Regions from separate parts of the Mus musculus genome. Here region 2 is linked to region 1. The links are chromatin contacts, called in public HiChIP or PLAC-seq maps. All regions are on one chromosome and are shown on one strand. The core of a region is the stretch at or near the end of the contact, and the rest is flanking DNA. Distances in the headings are between cores, read along the strand shown.

Evidence for each region. HiChIP or PLAC-seq counts read pairs in DNA pulled down with a chosen protein or histone mark.
Region 2: a RAD21 HiChIP or PLAC-seq map of pro-B cells shows a contact between it and region 1, with 2.0 times the contacts expected there. The contact joins two enhancer-like sites. A contact is called at or near these places in 3 of 15 datasets of contacts at CTCF or cohesin (CD8 T cells, the G1E-ER4 cell line and pro-B cells) and 1 of 484 Hi-C or Micro-C datasets (nephron progenitors).

What each region holds. Positions count from the first base shown.
Region 1 is chr2:149,279,468-149,286,714 of GRCm38.p6, forward strand. No RefSeq gene overlaps it. Among named protein-coding and RNA genes, the nearest start is that of Cst10, 120 kb to the right of the region's middle. Within about 2 kb of position 3,969, at least 37 of the 459 cell types and tissues checked have an H3K27ac peak or open chromatin away from gene starts, as enhancers often do. A contact at or near this core is called in pro-B cells, where this site is marked.
Region 2 is chr2:149,347,863-149,355,109 of GRCm38.p6, forward strand. No RefSeq gene overlaps it. Among named protein-coding and RNA genes, the nearest start is that of Cst10, 54 kb to the right of the region's middle. Within about 2 kb of position 2,584, at least 3 of the 459 cell types and tissues checked have an H3K27ac peak or open chromatin away from gene starts, as enhancers often do. A contact at or near this core is called in pro-B cells, where this site is marked.

The DNA of each region.
Region 1 (7,247 bases), core at 2,719-5,218:
CTACACATTGAAAGACATTCTTGTAGAATAGGAGGTGGAATGTGGAATCTCCTGTAGGTAGTTTAAATAATGCTTTATTAATTTAACATTTTAATGTCAATAAAATAAGTATCACAGCTGCTGAAAAAATTGATTTTTCAAAGACTGTTTAATTGAGTAAGCATGTGTATGTTATAACCTCAGGGCATTTGTTGTGATGGGAGAGTGGTTTTGTCTTTATTTTAACAGGAGAAGAAAAGTTTGAATTTCATCAAAATTAATAAAAAGTAGACATGCTCAGGGGAGACCTCCTAGAAGTCTTGGCTGCATAAACATAGGAAAGCACCAAGAACAAAACAACAGGTAACTCAAATGCTGATATCTCTATATTTTAACAGCTTGGAGACTGATTGAGAATGAAAGTGCCTCCCTATAACATATAAGTCTTGTTGGCTGCAGAATTCTCCAGAATTATTATTGTATGCCATCTTTTCAAATGGCATGGATAGAGATTTAATAGTACTAATATACTTAAACTGTTTGAAGAATTTCATCTGCTTAAAAATAGAGAATAATTTTTAGATCATTTTGAAACTGCACACTCAAATTATATGTTAATGTAAAAAGGTATATAACTTTTAAAGTTTATAATTTTATAGAATCAAAGGACCAGCCAAAAAGAAGACAAGAAAAATAGCCCAGGTGCTCCAACCTCACAATCTTCCTTAATAGATGTTTCCTTCAAAATATGCATTCAGGAAAACTCCAAAATGCTAGCTAAATGGTTTATCTTTATAAACTCTACTAGATGAAACTTCACTTAAAGTCTTCACATTCCCATTTCATGGAACTCAAGAGCAAATGATGCAGTTCCTGGAGAGCATGTGTATAATACTTCAAAGAATATGATGTCCATTGGGGAACCTCCTCATAGATTTTCCTTCAAATGTAACAAGCTACCTACCTATGGGTCAAGAAAATCTTCTTTACTCAACTGCTGACAGGATGCTGTGCACACTGAATATGAGCAGGACAGAAAATAATTCAATTTTCACACTTTTCAAGGACAAAGTAGGCAAGTCCTTCATAATTTCTTCTTCACAGAAAAGGCTGTCATATAGTGATCCAGAAGGCCAATGATGAAAGGAAAACCTTAACTATGCTCAGATGAGTATATGTTGCATGGCAATATAAGATGTATTTTAGATTCCTTTTAAAATCTATACCACATTTGCACTCCCTCATCTCATCCTAATCCCTAGAACCCTTTGCCCCACTCATCTACTCAACTTTCATTTCACTTTAGAAAATGATAGGTATCCCAGGGATATTTATCAGGCATTGCATATCAAGCTTCAGTTAGACTACCCCCTCCCCCTTGATCCTGGATGAGGCAACCCAGTAAATTCCTTAAATCAGGAAAAAGATTCAGAAAAAGCTCCTGTCACTAGTTATGAGTCCCTCATTAAGACAGGGAGCATGGCACAGGGAGGATATAGGGGGCTTTGGAGATAGCATTTGAAATGTAAATGAAGAAAATATCTAATAAAAATAATGAGTAAAAAAATACAAGCTATTCAAATATAGCATATATTTAGAGGGCCTATAACAGTCCTCTGCAGGTTTCTGATTTTTGTCTCAGACCCTGTGAACACCTTTGATCCCAGGCTCTCTGGTTATGTGGGGGTTTTCTCATGTTATTGACCTCTATTGCTCCTACAATCCATCATCCTTTCTTTTGCAGGATTTCCTGAGTCTTCCCAATGTTTGACTGTTGGTGTCTGTATCTGTTTCCATCATTCCTGTGAAGCCTCTCTGATGACAATTTGGTCAGTCTACAATTGATGACTAGAGTATTCTAGGAGGAATTATTTTCTTTCCTAGATCTCAGGCCTATGTAGTCTCTAGGTCCCAGCACTCCAGGAAATATCAGAGGTGGATTCTTTCTCATGGCATGAGTCTTAATCTGGATCATTGATTGGTTGAACATGCCCACATTTTTTGCTTAACCTTAATACCACTTTATCTTGTATTCAAAACCAACTATAGGTTGGATATTTTATGGCTAGTTTGATACCCAGTCCCTTCAGTGGAAGTCTTGCCTGTTTATACAGGGTGGCCAGTTCAGGCTTTGTGTCACCAAAGGATAGAATTTTTAGATAATATCACCTCACCATTTCCTAGAAGTTTTCATACTCATCTTAGATATGCACACCATTTCCAGTTGTATCTTCCATTATTCTGTCCATCCATCTTTTCCCCACCTGCTGTCTCCTGTTAACACCCGTCTCATTCATTCACTCTATTTTATTTTTATTTCACAGGCAGATTTATGCATTGTTCCTGAGCCTTCATTGATACACAGGTTTCCTAGGTCTGTGAATTGCAGCATGGTTATGTGAGTATATACCATGTTTATTTTTTGTGGGTCTTTGTTACCTCGCTCTCCATTGTCATGTATTAGTCTCTCAGTGAACTGAGAACTCATTATTTGAGATAGGAAGTATACTCAATAAGTTTCAGGGAAGTATACTCAATAAGTTTCAGGGATAAGTTTGCAAATTTTACTTCTACACTGACTTTTACATAGACAATGGGAATGTGAACTAAGATCCTTTCTCTTGTGGAGTAAGCAATTATCCAACTAAATGATTTCCTCAGTTCCAACATGACATTTGATATCAGATTATGGATAGCCCAATTGGCACAAAACAGCTAGACATTAACCAGAAAACACTAGTGTAATGTCCTGAAGCTCCTCTCCACAATTTCATTTCCTTCCTTCCTTCCTTCCTTCCTTCCTTCCTTCCTTCCTTCCTTCCTTCCTTCCTCCCTCCCTCCCTCCCTCCCTCCCTGCCTGCCTGCCTGCCTGCCTGCCTGCCTGCCTGCCTGCCTTCCTGCCTTCCTGCCTTCCTGCCTTCCTGCCTTCCTGCCTTCCTTGACTCTCTTGCCTTGCCTGGTTTCTTTTTTCTTCCTTCCTTCCTTCCTTCCTTTCTTTCTTTCTTTCTTTCTTTCTTTCTTTCTTTCTTTCTTTCTTTCTGCTTTTGTTTGTTTGTTTGTTTGTTTGTTTGCTTGGTTTTTTTAATTTTCTTTGAGACAGACTTTCTCTGAATAGCCCAGGCTGGCCTGGAACTCACTTTGTAGACCAGGCTGGACTCAGACTAAGAAATCCCTTGTCTCTGCCTTCCAAGTGCTGTGATTAAAGGTGTGCACCATGATCACCTGGCTCCATTTCATTTTCTAAGTGGTTTTGGTGTCATATCCTATAGATTGAAGTACAGACCATAAGGTTAAATGATCACTTCACATGCCTATAACTTCCACCATAAATTGTAACCTCATTCTAAATTTTTACTATCATGTGTAACTGGCTCACAAAATATATCAAAGTTATTTGTTCAACCATTGGCCATAAAAATTATTCTAGGGACATCTCAGAGGTAATATAGCCATAGTAATAGGTCATAACAGAAATGACACATTCATGAAAAGTCAATTTAATTGAATTTAGTTATTCAATGCATTTAGGAATCATGCTTGAATAATACTATTGCATATGCAGTTCAAAGTACAATAAAGTCCAAACCACAGTGTATACATACTGATAAAAATATTTTAATACTAAAATGTCTATTGTATTAAAACTCAGGATTTTGAAAATGTTGCTATTAAAGATCATGACATCATTTAAAACTACAGATTAATAAATGTATATCTTGGTCAAAGTTGACGTATCAGTGGAAATTTTATTATACAAGAAAAGAATGAAGCACAAAACTTTGATATGATGGTATTTTCTTCACAAAATACTATAATGTGGTATGAGAACACATTTGGTAATATGTTAGGGGCCAAAAGAAAGTTCTTTGTAAAAGCCTCAAGAAGATTGCCAAAAGACCTAAAAGTTGGACCTCCTCCCCAAGCTGACTAAATTCAGATGAAGGTTACCAACCGACTGTTCTGAGAATTACCACAAGATGTTCCAGACTTGAAGCAAACAGCAGACGTCCTAACCACAAGATGTACTTTTAGATATCATGCTTCCCCTTACAGCACCCACCAAGAAAAATTACCACTGCTTACCCCTGCCCTTCTGCATAAGGGTTATTTCCCCTTTATTATCTTTGTATAAAAACTGCAAGCTTTGCTGAATACAATGAGACCTTGACGAGATACAGATTGACATCGTGTCTTTTCTGTGCTTGGTCTCCGTTTCTCTCTCACCCCAGGAGCAGTCCCCTTGACACCCACGAATATCTATACCTGCTGGACGGGTCAGTAATACTCCCTTCATGGAGTATTTAATTTCAAAATTAAATTCTATGTCCCTTAAATTCCCACCTAAAATTCTGCAGTGTTTTAACTCACTGGATATTCAATTACATATGTTCATGGCCTCTTAATGATGCTGACTGCTATGGATCATTTAGGGCAATAATGTCTAGTGTATATGTTATCATCAATTGAATGTCTGATATAGCTACTAATGATTGATAGTATTAGTAGTATACTTGTGCGACTGGAAAAGTACTAGGATCTTTCTTGTTCCAATCTATATCTTAGCTTGAACTCATAGTACTTTCTGGAATGTACTCAGATATAGAATAAATATTTTTCTATGACACTGAAGCAGTTCTCAATAACATCTCAGCCTTTACTGATAATCCCTTCTTTCTTACATTGTTCTTATCATCCACAGTGATATTCCCCTTTGCAAGGTATACTTTTGGTATTTTTTTCCCAAATTATTCTATGAAACTACTGTCTTCTTTTTTTTTTTTTTTGTGAGACTTGTAAATTGCAAAACAGCTCATGGAATGGTAAATTTTCTACACATTGCATCTGTATATATAGTTAGAAATGTGAACATCTAAGAATAACAAAACAGAAACTCATGCACCATGATATAGGAAAAAAGATAAAACTGCCCTGCAGGTTAGTTGCATAATACTATGGCAGAAAGCCCAGACAGTTGAAAGGGCTGGTCTGTTCTGTATATAGACTGCAAAGCCTAGATGTTGTATAGAATATTTAATCTCAATCAGAGGCATTTACACCAACTTTGATCAAGTAATTTACAAATAAAGGGCACACATATTCTTCTATGCCATTAGAATCGACTTTCCTAGTAGTAACTCAGAATTATTACTCATGATGTATCAACTGGGCTACCCTTTACTCCAATTCGCAGCCCGCATGGTTTTGTATTCATAACTCACCTACACTATGGCTTCTTCCTCATCTCTCCACTTTTTCTCCCTCACTCTTTTTCTCCAAAGACCCTAAGCCCGAGACCGCCAAGCCACACCTTTATCTCGTCTGTCCAGCTGTTGGCATTTTATTTAACCAATATTTTTTTAAATTAAACTGCAATGGCATATTATACATACAGATTCTCTCATCTCTAGTAGCAATCAGGCCTTCTTGACCATTATTTAGTATTACAATATATTGCAAATTATCAAACCTCAACAGCTGGACATACTTTTTTTTTTCTTTTTAAGACAGCGTCTTTCTGTATAGTTCTGATGGTCCTGGAACCAATTCTGTAAACCAGGCTGACCTCAAACTCAGAAATCTGCCTGTCTCTGCCTCCCAAGTGCTGGGATTAAAGGCCTGTACCACCACTGCCCAGCCACTTGGCCTTCACAGCTGGATATTCCTTTTTCACACTATTTGCAGATGATATGGTTATATACATAAGTGTCCCCAAAAATTCTACCAGACAACTTCTCCAGCTGTTAAACAACTTTAGCAAAGTGGTCAGATATAAAATAAGCTCAAACAAATCAGAAGGCTTCTTTTATACAAAGGATAAACAGGCTAGTAAAAAAGAATAAGGAAACAACTCCCTTCATAATAGGCACAAATAATATAAAATATCTTGAAGTAACTCTAACCAAACAAGTGAAAGACCAACATGACAATAACTTCAAGTATCACCAGGAAGAAATAGAAGAAGATCTCAAAAAATGGGGAGATCTCCCATGCTCATGGATTGGCAGAATTAACATTGTAAAATGGTCAACCTACCAAAGGTAATCTACAAATTGAATGCATTTCCCATCAAAATCCTAACACAAGTGTTCAAGGACATGGAAAAAACAACTGTCTCAAATTCATACTGAAAGGGAAAACAAGAATAGCATAAACAATATTTACCAATAAAAGAACAGCCAGAGGAATGACAATTCCTGATCTCACACTGCATGCTCTTGGTACAGAGACAGACATGTTATCAATGGAATATTATTGAAGACCCAGAATTAAAACCACGTACTTCCTGTCACTGGATCTTTGACAATGATGCCAAAAATGTACAATGGAACAAATAAAGCATCTTCAATGAATGCTGCTGGTCTAATTGGCTGTACGTATGTAGAAGAATAAAAAGAGACCCATATTTGTCGCCTTGTACAATGCTCAAGTTCAAGTGTGTCGAGGATCTTAAATTAAAACCAGAAACACTAAATCTAATGGAAGAAAAAGTGGGAAAGAGCCTTGAACTCATTCAGGGGGAAAATTTCCTCAACAGAACACCAATGACTCATGCTCTAAGATCAAGAATTGATAAATGGGAGGCGGCCTCAGCCTCAGCAGTAGCGGTCGCCATCTGGGTTCCGGGACTCCACGGGACCTAGGAAATTAGTCTGAACAGGTTAGAGGGTGCGCCAGAGAACCGGACAGCTTCTGGGACGGGCGGAAGCACAGAGCCGCTGAGGCAGCACACTTGGCGGGCCGCAGACAGCCGGCCACCATCCGGACCAGAGGACAGGTGTCCGCCTGGCTTGGGAGGCGGCCTCAGCCTCAGCAGCAGCGGTCGCCATCTTGGTTCCGGGACTCAGCAGAACTTAGGAAATTAGTCTGAACAGGTTAGAGGGTGCGCCAGAGAACTGGACAGCTTCTGGGACGGGCGGAAGCACAGAGCCACTGAGGCAGCACCCTTGGTGGGCCGCAGACAGCCGGCCACCATCCGGACCAGAGGACAGGTGTCCGCCTGGCTTGGGAGGCGGCCTCAGCCTCAGCAGCAGCGGTCGCAATCTTGGTTCCGGGACTCAGCAGAACTTAGGAAATTAGTCTGAACAGGTTAGAGGGTGCGCTAGAGAACCGGACAGCTTCTGGGACGGGCGGAAGCACAGAGCCGCTGAGGCAGCACCCTTTGCGGGCCGCAGACAGCCGGCCACCGTCCGGACCAGAGGACAGGTGTCCGCCTGGCTTGGGAGGCGGACTCAGCCTCAGCAGCAGCGGTCGCCATCTTGGTTCCAGGA
Region 2 (7,247 bases), core at 1,334-3,833, 67 kb after region 1:
TTCACTTGAGAGGAATTAGATATGGAATAAAGAAAACAACAGGCCTGCAGTGATGCCTCAGAGCTCAAGAACACTTGATATTCCTCCTGAAAACATAAATTAAGTTTCCAATAGCCAACAAAAATACTTGACAAACTTTACTGACCAGCTTTGAGGAAGCAATGATTCTGGCCTACAGGGTCACATGCACTCTCACTCATACACACACACACACACACACACACACACACACACACACACAGAGAGAGAGAGAGAGAGAGAGAGAGAGAGAGAGAGAGAGAAACACAACTTCCTTCATAATACTAAAAAGAATTAAAATTAATTTTTTTAACAAAAAGAAGAAAATTTAAACCATGGTTTCATGTTTTTGGATCTACCTAGTATTTTAACCAAGTGAAATAATTCCATGATTGCTGGATTTTCTGAGATTTTGATGGTCAGAATATTTCATTTTACTTTACTCAAGCTATATCTGATATACAGACAAGACTTATAAGGTATAAACAAGGGTCATGACAGAGTTTATATTGAAACCTACTGGGTAACTAAAAAGAAATATATTTGAAAAATGTGGGTTGATCAAACATAATCATGTACCTGTAATAATAATTTTAGGTATTTTTGCTTGTCTAATGGGAATAAATCTAAATCTGCCCAGTCTATACTCCAAGCATATCTTCTTGATGATAAGTGCTAGTCTTCTTAAAATAAATAATTGGTTTGGTGCCCAGATTCCGCTGAGACTAGTCTGTGCAGGTGAGAGTGTGGACTACAGAAGCTAACAGCTTCTGGGACAGGCAGAAGCCACAGACCTTCTGAAGCAGACCCCATTTCAGGCTCCAGACATCCAGGCACCTTCCCTGCCAGAGCAGAGGTGTCCACACCGCACAGGAAGGCTTTGCCACAGCACCTGGGGGAGCCATCCTGGTTTCCGGATCCCACCAAGACTAGTCTGCATAGGTGAGAGTTTGGACTACAGAAGCTACACAGATTCTGGGACAAGCCCAGTTTCGGGCCTTCATCTTCTGCCAGGATGCAGGTCCAAGTGCCAGATATCTGTCCACCTGCCCTGCAAGAGGAGAGCTGGTGAGGATGTGGAGAAAGAGGAACACTCCTCCATTGTTGGTGGGATTGCAAGCTTGTATAACCGCTCTGGAAATCAGTCTGTTGGTTCCTTGGAAAATTGGACATAGTACTACTGGAGAATCCTGCAATACCTCTCCTGGGCATATATCCAGAAGATGTTCCAACTGGTAAGAAGGACACATGCTCCACTATGTTCATAGCAGCCTTATTTATAATAGCCAGAAGCTGGAAAGAACCCAGATGCCCCTCAACAGAGGAATGGATACAGAAAATGTGGTACATTTTCACAATAGAGTACTACTCAGCTATTAAAATGAATGATTTTATGAAATTCCTAGGCAAATGGATGGACCTGTAGGGCACCATCCTGAGTGAGGTAACCCAATCACAAAAGAACTCACACAATATGTACTCACTGATAAGTGGATATTAGCCCAGAAACTTAGAATACCCAAGATATAAGATACAATTTGTGAAACACATGAAACTCAAGAAGAATGAAGACCAAAGTGTGGACACTTTGCCCCTTCTTAGAATTGGAAACAAAACACCCATGGAAGGAGTTATAGAGACACAATTTGGAGCTGAGACAAAAGAATGGACCATCTAGAGACTGCCATATCCGGGGATCCATCCCATAATCAGTTTCCAAATGCTAACACCATTGCATGCACTAGCAAGATTTTGCTGAAAGGACCCAGATATAGCTGTCTCTTGTTTGCCTATGTCGGGGCCTAGCAAACACAGAAGTGGATGCTCACAGTCAGCTATTGGATGGATCACAGGGCCCCCAATGGAGGAGTTAGAGAAAGTAACCAAGGAGTTAATGGGATCTGCAACCCTATAGGTAGAACAACAATATGAACTACCCAGTACCCCCCAGAGCTCGTGTCTCTAGCTGCATTTGTATCAGAAGATGGCCTAGTCGGCCATCTTGGAAAGAGAGGCCCATTGCTCATGCAAACTTTATATGCCTCAGTACAGGGGAACGCCAGGGCCAAGAAGTGGGAGTGGGTGGGTGGGGGAGTGGGTCAGGGAGCGTGTGGGGGACTTTTGGGATAGCATTGGAAATTAAATGAAATAAATACCTAATAAAAATAAAATTAAAAAAGTAATGAAAATAAATAAATAAATAAAATTTTAAAAATTCTGTCAATAACTAATAATTCAGAGATAACAATTGGGGCCTCCTCCACTCTTCTAAATTACTTAAGGTGTTCATCTCATGATAAATATCTATAATTGTTTTGAATTAATGCATTTTGCTGTCCTTTATTGCATCTTCCTGCTTTTACACACTACCTGCTCAATACTTGTCAATGTCTCCTGGCCCACAAAGGGGCAGTAACTCAAGATTCTGCAGGGCATGTTCTGAATCCACAGTCAAATGATTTGCAAGACCCAGAAGAACTGCTGATAATCCTTTCAGAACTAGTCCCCAGGATGAACTGCACCTGGAACTTACACATATGACCACCAGATGGCACCCTTGATCTTCTCATGAACCCCTGTCTCCAGATCTCACAATCCATCTCACCTCGACGTATGAGAAGCAATCGGGGTTTACTGTAAATGGTGGAGCTTTGCTATATAACATGCCCTGGTGACTTCTTACAGTCACAGAAGGTATCTGTCTAAATATCTGCCAGTGCTTCTCTGGGATAACTGGTGATACTAGGCTTCAATAACCATAGCATGTATTTGCAGATGGCAGTACCCTCCCCTACCACAACTTCTTTCTTTTCCTAGATCCACCAGGAAGTCCTCAATGAGAACTTTCAGTAAATGTAAGTAGTGTAAAATTAACCACAGTGAAAGACAGGAACTTCTCAGAGTAGCAGAGAGAGAGAGAGAGAGAGAGAGAGATCATAGTTTACATTTTTTCAAAACCTCATATTCCCTTGCAGAAACTGCTTATAAAATGCTGCTTTTATGTTTAGAGTTCTCCCTAAAAGCTATGTGACAAAGCACTTATTTCCCAGTGCTTTTCCACAGCACTTGGTAGTTCTGCTAATCAATGTTAATGTTTTCCAATTGTCCTCAGTACGACAATTATGTGTGCCCTTTGTGAGAACAAAGTGGGGTATTTCCACGTTTGTTAGGATCTCTTGTCCCTGTCTTGGAGTATGAGTCACCTATCTATACATTTCCTTTCATCTGGAGATTTCAGCTGATCTAATCACGACAAATATGGTGTTCAGTTGGTTTATGGAGTTAACTATCATTTCAAACTTCTAGTGTTCTGGGCATATGGTATTTCTATATAACAGAGTGTAGTGGAAGAGTCAGAATAAGAAAGAAGAGAAGCTGTTCTAAAGACAGAAAGTATGAAAAAGCCACAGAAATCCACACTGAATATGACCAGGATTGCTGAAAAGTCTAGAGAAAGGGAGAAGAAAAGAACAGTAACAAAAGTAGCCAAAACATTCTTGAAAAATGTCAGGAGTAGTACCACATAGCTTCTGGTCTCACTGTTACAGGTGCATAACTGAAGTCAGTAATATTTCCAGGTTATTATGCCCTGGAACAAAGATTTGAACTGAGGCACATGGATAGTAACAGAAAGGGAAACAGACAAGGAAGATGTTCACTTAAGGAGAAAAACAATTCCAAGTTCACACTATACCAGAACTGGAGAGAGACCAAAGCACATAAATGATTAATAAAAACAGAATTTCTGAGTCCCTTGTTCTGAAGATGTTCCCTATAAGGCTAAGTTTCCATAACCCTATTCTCTTCACCTTCACCAACTGTGGGTCTCTGTGATAATTGCAATCTACTGTATAAAGAAGCTTCTCTGAGCACAGTTGAGAGATGCACTAAACTGTTCTGCAAATTGAATTCAGATCCTCATTCTTTTAAAGCAAGCATTTTATTGACTAAGCCATCTTTCCAGAATCATATATATTCATTTCAATTAGGAAGTAAATAACTGCCTGGGAGTTTAATGTATCACTTAAGTCCCCAAATTTTTCCAACTTTATATACTAACGTGAGTTCAGTGTCTTAAAGGCATAATAATTCTGTGCTAATATCCACTTATCAGTGAAAGGAAAGGGAATAGCATTTGAAATGTAAATGAAGAAAATATATAATAAAAAGGATTTTAAAAGTTATAATAATTCATTATATGTTGTATGAAAAGTGGAAAGTGTCTGCTATGATGGTTTGAATGATATATGTCCTCCTTAGGATGTCGTATCTAAACTCGTTGTTGGTACTGTTTGGGAAAGGGTATAACATCACAGGAAGAAGCATAATATTTAGAGTTGACATGGAGAAGTCATATGCTTGTCTGTTTTGAGTTCACTTGTTCTGCTTCATGTGTGCAGAAGGTGTGATCTCTCAGCTTCCAACACCTGCCTCCATACATGTTGTTTAGAGCCAAATGTTCTTTCCACAGAAGTGTCTAATATCTCTGGATCACTAAGTCCAAATTAACTCTCTCTTTCTTAAGTCACTTTGGGTGACAGTATCATAACAACAGAAATATAACCAAAACAGAAGTCAGTACCAAGAGTAGGAACAGAACCTGACTGTATAGTTTTTCTGAAGTAAGTGGAAGACCTTGACACTTTGGACTAGAAAAGTGTTTTGATGCTTTGAGCAAAATTATCAGACCATTCTGATAGGAACCTAAAACATAGTAGTGCTGAGAGCAAAGTGCACTGAAGACTACCAGCTCAAGAGGTTTAAGATTTGAACAATATTAACAATTAAGCTAGAGGCCATTCCTGTGCTGTTTTATTAAATAATTTGGCTACCATCTACCCCTGTCCAAAGAACTTGGCTGAAGATAAAGAGGAAATGGGGCCTACACATTACAGCCTGTGTGCCTCCCAGGAGATCCTCAGTAACCAAAGACACAGGTGAAAATCTTGCCCAAATATGCACACCAGCTGGGATAACCAGGGACCCAGCTGATATGGGACAGACCCCCTCCCCATCCCCTGAGCTCCACTTTTCTTCTGATCTGCTTTCTACTTGAGTCAGATCAGCTGACTGATACCTGCCCACACACTGAAGCCTGCATGCCACCCAGGAGGTCCTCAGTAATCAAACACAGATCCAAGGTGATATAGAACCCACCCACCCTGCCTAGGTCTGCCTTCCTCTGGACCTCTTTTCCACCCAGGCCATATCAGCACCCATACCCTTCCCAGACCTACAGCCTATCTGCCTCTCAGGAGGTCTTCAGTAACCAGGGACATAGAAGACCAGTTCTAACCAAAGTCAAAAGAGGCCCAACCTAACCAGAGACAGTATTGCCTGCTTCCAAGGAGACAAGCTCTACCTGCCTCCAAAGAGGATGGCTCCAGTCAGAGGAACACAAACCATTTAACATCAGAACCAGAGTGCCAGAGGCAAGCACAAGATCATAAGTGACAAAACCTGATGCAATTTGGAACCATCAGAACTGAGTTCTATCACCACAATATGCCCTGGATACCCCAACACACCTGAAAAGTAAGATAATAACATAAAATCCAATCTCATGAAGATGATAGTTGCCTTGAAGGAAGATTAAAAAGAACTCCCTTAAAGAAATAAAGGAAAACACAATAAAGCAGGTAGAAGTCCTTAAAGAAGAAACAAATAAAACATTTAAAGAAATACAGGAAAATACAATAAAGCAGGTAAAAAAAATTTGAACAAAATGTTCCAAGAACTAAAATTGGAAATAGAAACAATAAAGAAAATATACATGGAAGCAAGCCTGGAGATGGACAACATAGGAAAGAGATCAGAAGCTACAGATACAAGTATCACCAACAGAATACAAGAGATAGAAGAGAGAATATCAGGCCTAGAAGATACCATAGAAAATGTTAACACATCCATCAAAGAAAACACAAAGTGTAAAAAGGTCATAACCCAAAATATTCAGTAAATTCAGGATGCTATAAAAATATCAAACCGAAGAAGAATAATAGAAATAGAAGAGGGTAAAGAATCACAGTTCAAAGTGCCAGAAACCATATTCAACAAAATCATACAAGAAAATCTCCCTAACCCAAAGAAAGAAATGGCCATAAATGTACAAGAAGCCTACAGAAAACCAAATGGATTGAACCAGAAATTAAAATGCCCTCTTCCCATAATAATCAAAACATGGAACACACAGAACAAAGAAGTAATATTAAAAGCTGTAAGGGGAAATTATCAAGTAATATATCCCAGCCCAGATTTCTCTCTGCATGTACCTAACTACCACAGATCCTATTATAAGCTACTTCTAAAAGAATTTGACAATAAACAGGATTCAATTGGTTCATTTAGAACCAAAACTAAAATAATGGCAGAATCAGGACATAAACCCTGTATTACTATGCCCTTTTATCTATTGAAAATTTGGTCTCTAGGTTATTTGCAGGTAGTCATTATCTAGAAAACATAGGACTTCTTGGTTGGCCCCCACTCTTTTAGCCCTATAAAATGGACAAAGTAATATCACACCTAGAAATTAAATACTTTTAAAAGCCCTTGACTAGGCTGAAAGTATTGTTTGTTGCCTTCCACCATCAGTGAAATAACAACCAAGGATCTTCTGTATTGAATATTCACTTATTGAATTTTGTTTTATACACATGAATAGACATCCTGGGACAATAATAGGAAACTTTTTTTTTCTTGTGAAGATATTGAGAGAGAGGAGTTTAGTGACAAGAAACTAGATATTACACATGTAGAATAACTTTTTCTTTTCCATACAATAAGTTTCATTTGAGACCCTTTCACTGAGGCAGTAAGTTAGAGAATGCCCCCTCTATCCCCTTATGGAAGTCCTCCATGGACAGACAGAAGTCCTATAGATCATTGGCTGCATGTCCTGTAAATATAGTAACAAGGAGAGGGGGTACTTAATAGCACTAAGAGGATAGTATGGCACAACAGGAAGAATGCAGCTGCTTCTGATCTATCACCTTCAATATCTGTTAAACACTTTGCTCTTGGACAAATTGGTTATAATTCACACTTGAAGTCAGAGCTCTAGATACCTTGTCCCACACCAGAGTTTCAAAGGTAGGGAGGTAGTACATGAAAGGGTGGATAGAGATAAAAGAAGGAAAGAGAGAGAGAAAGGGAAATTTAGCAAGTGAGCAAGCTGGGGGAGAAATAGAGAGACATATATTGAGAGTGAGAGCTATAAGGATTAAAGC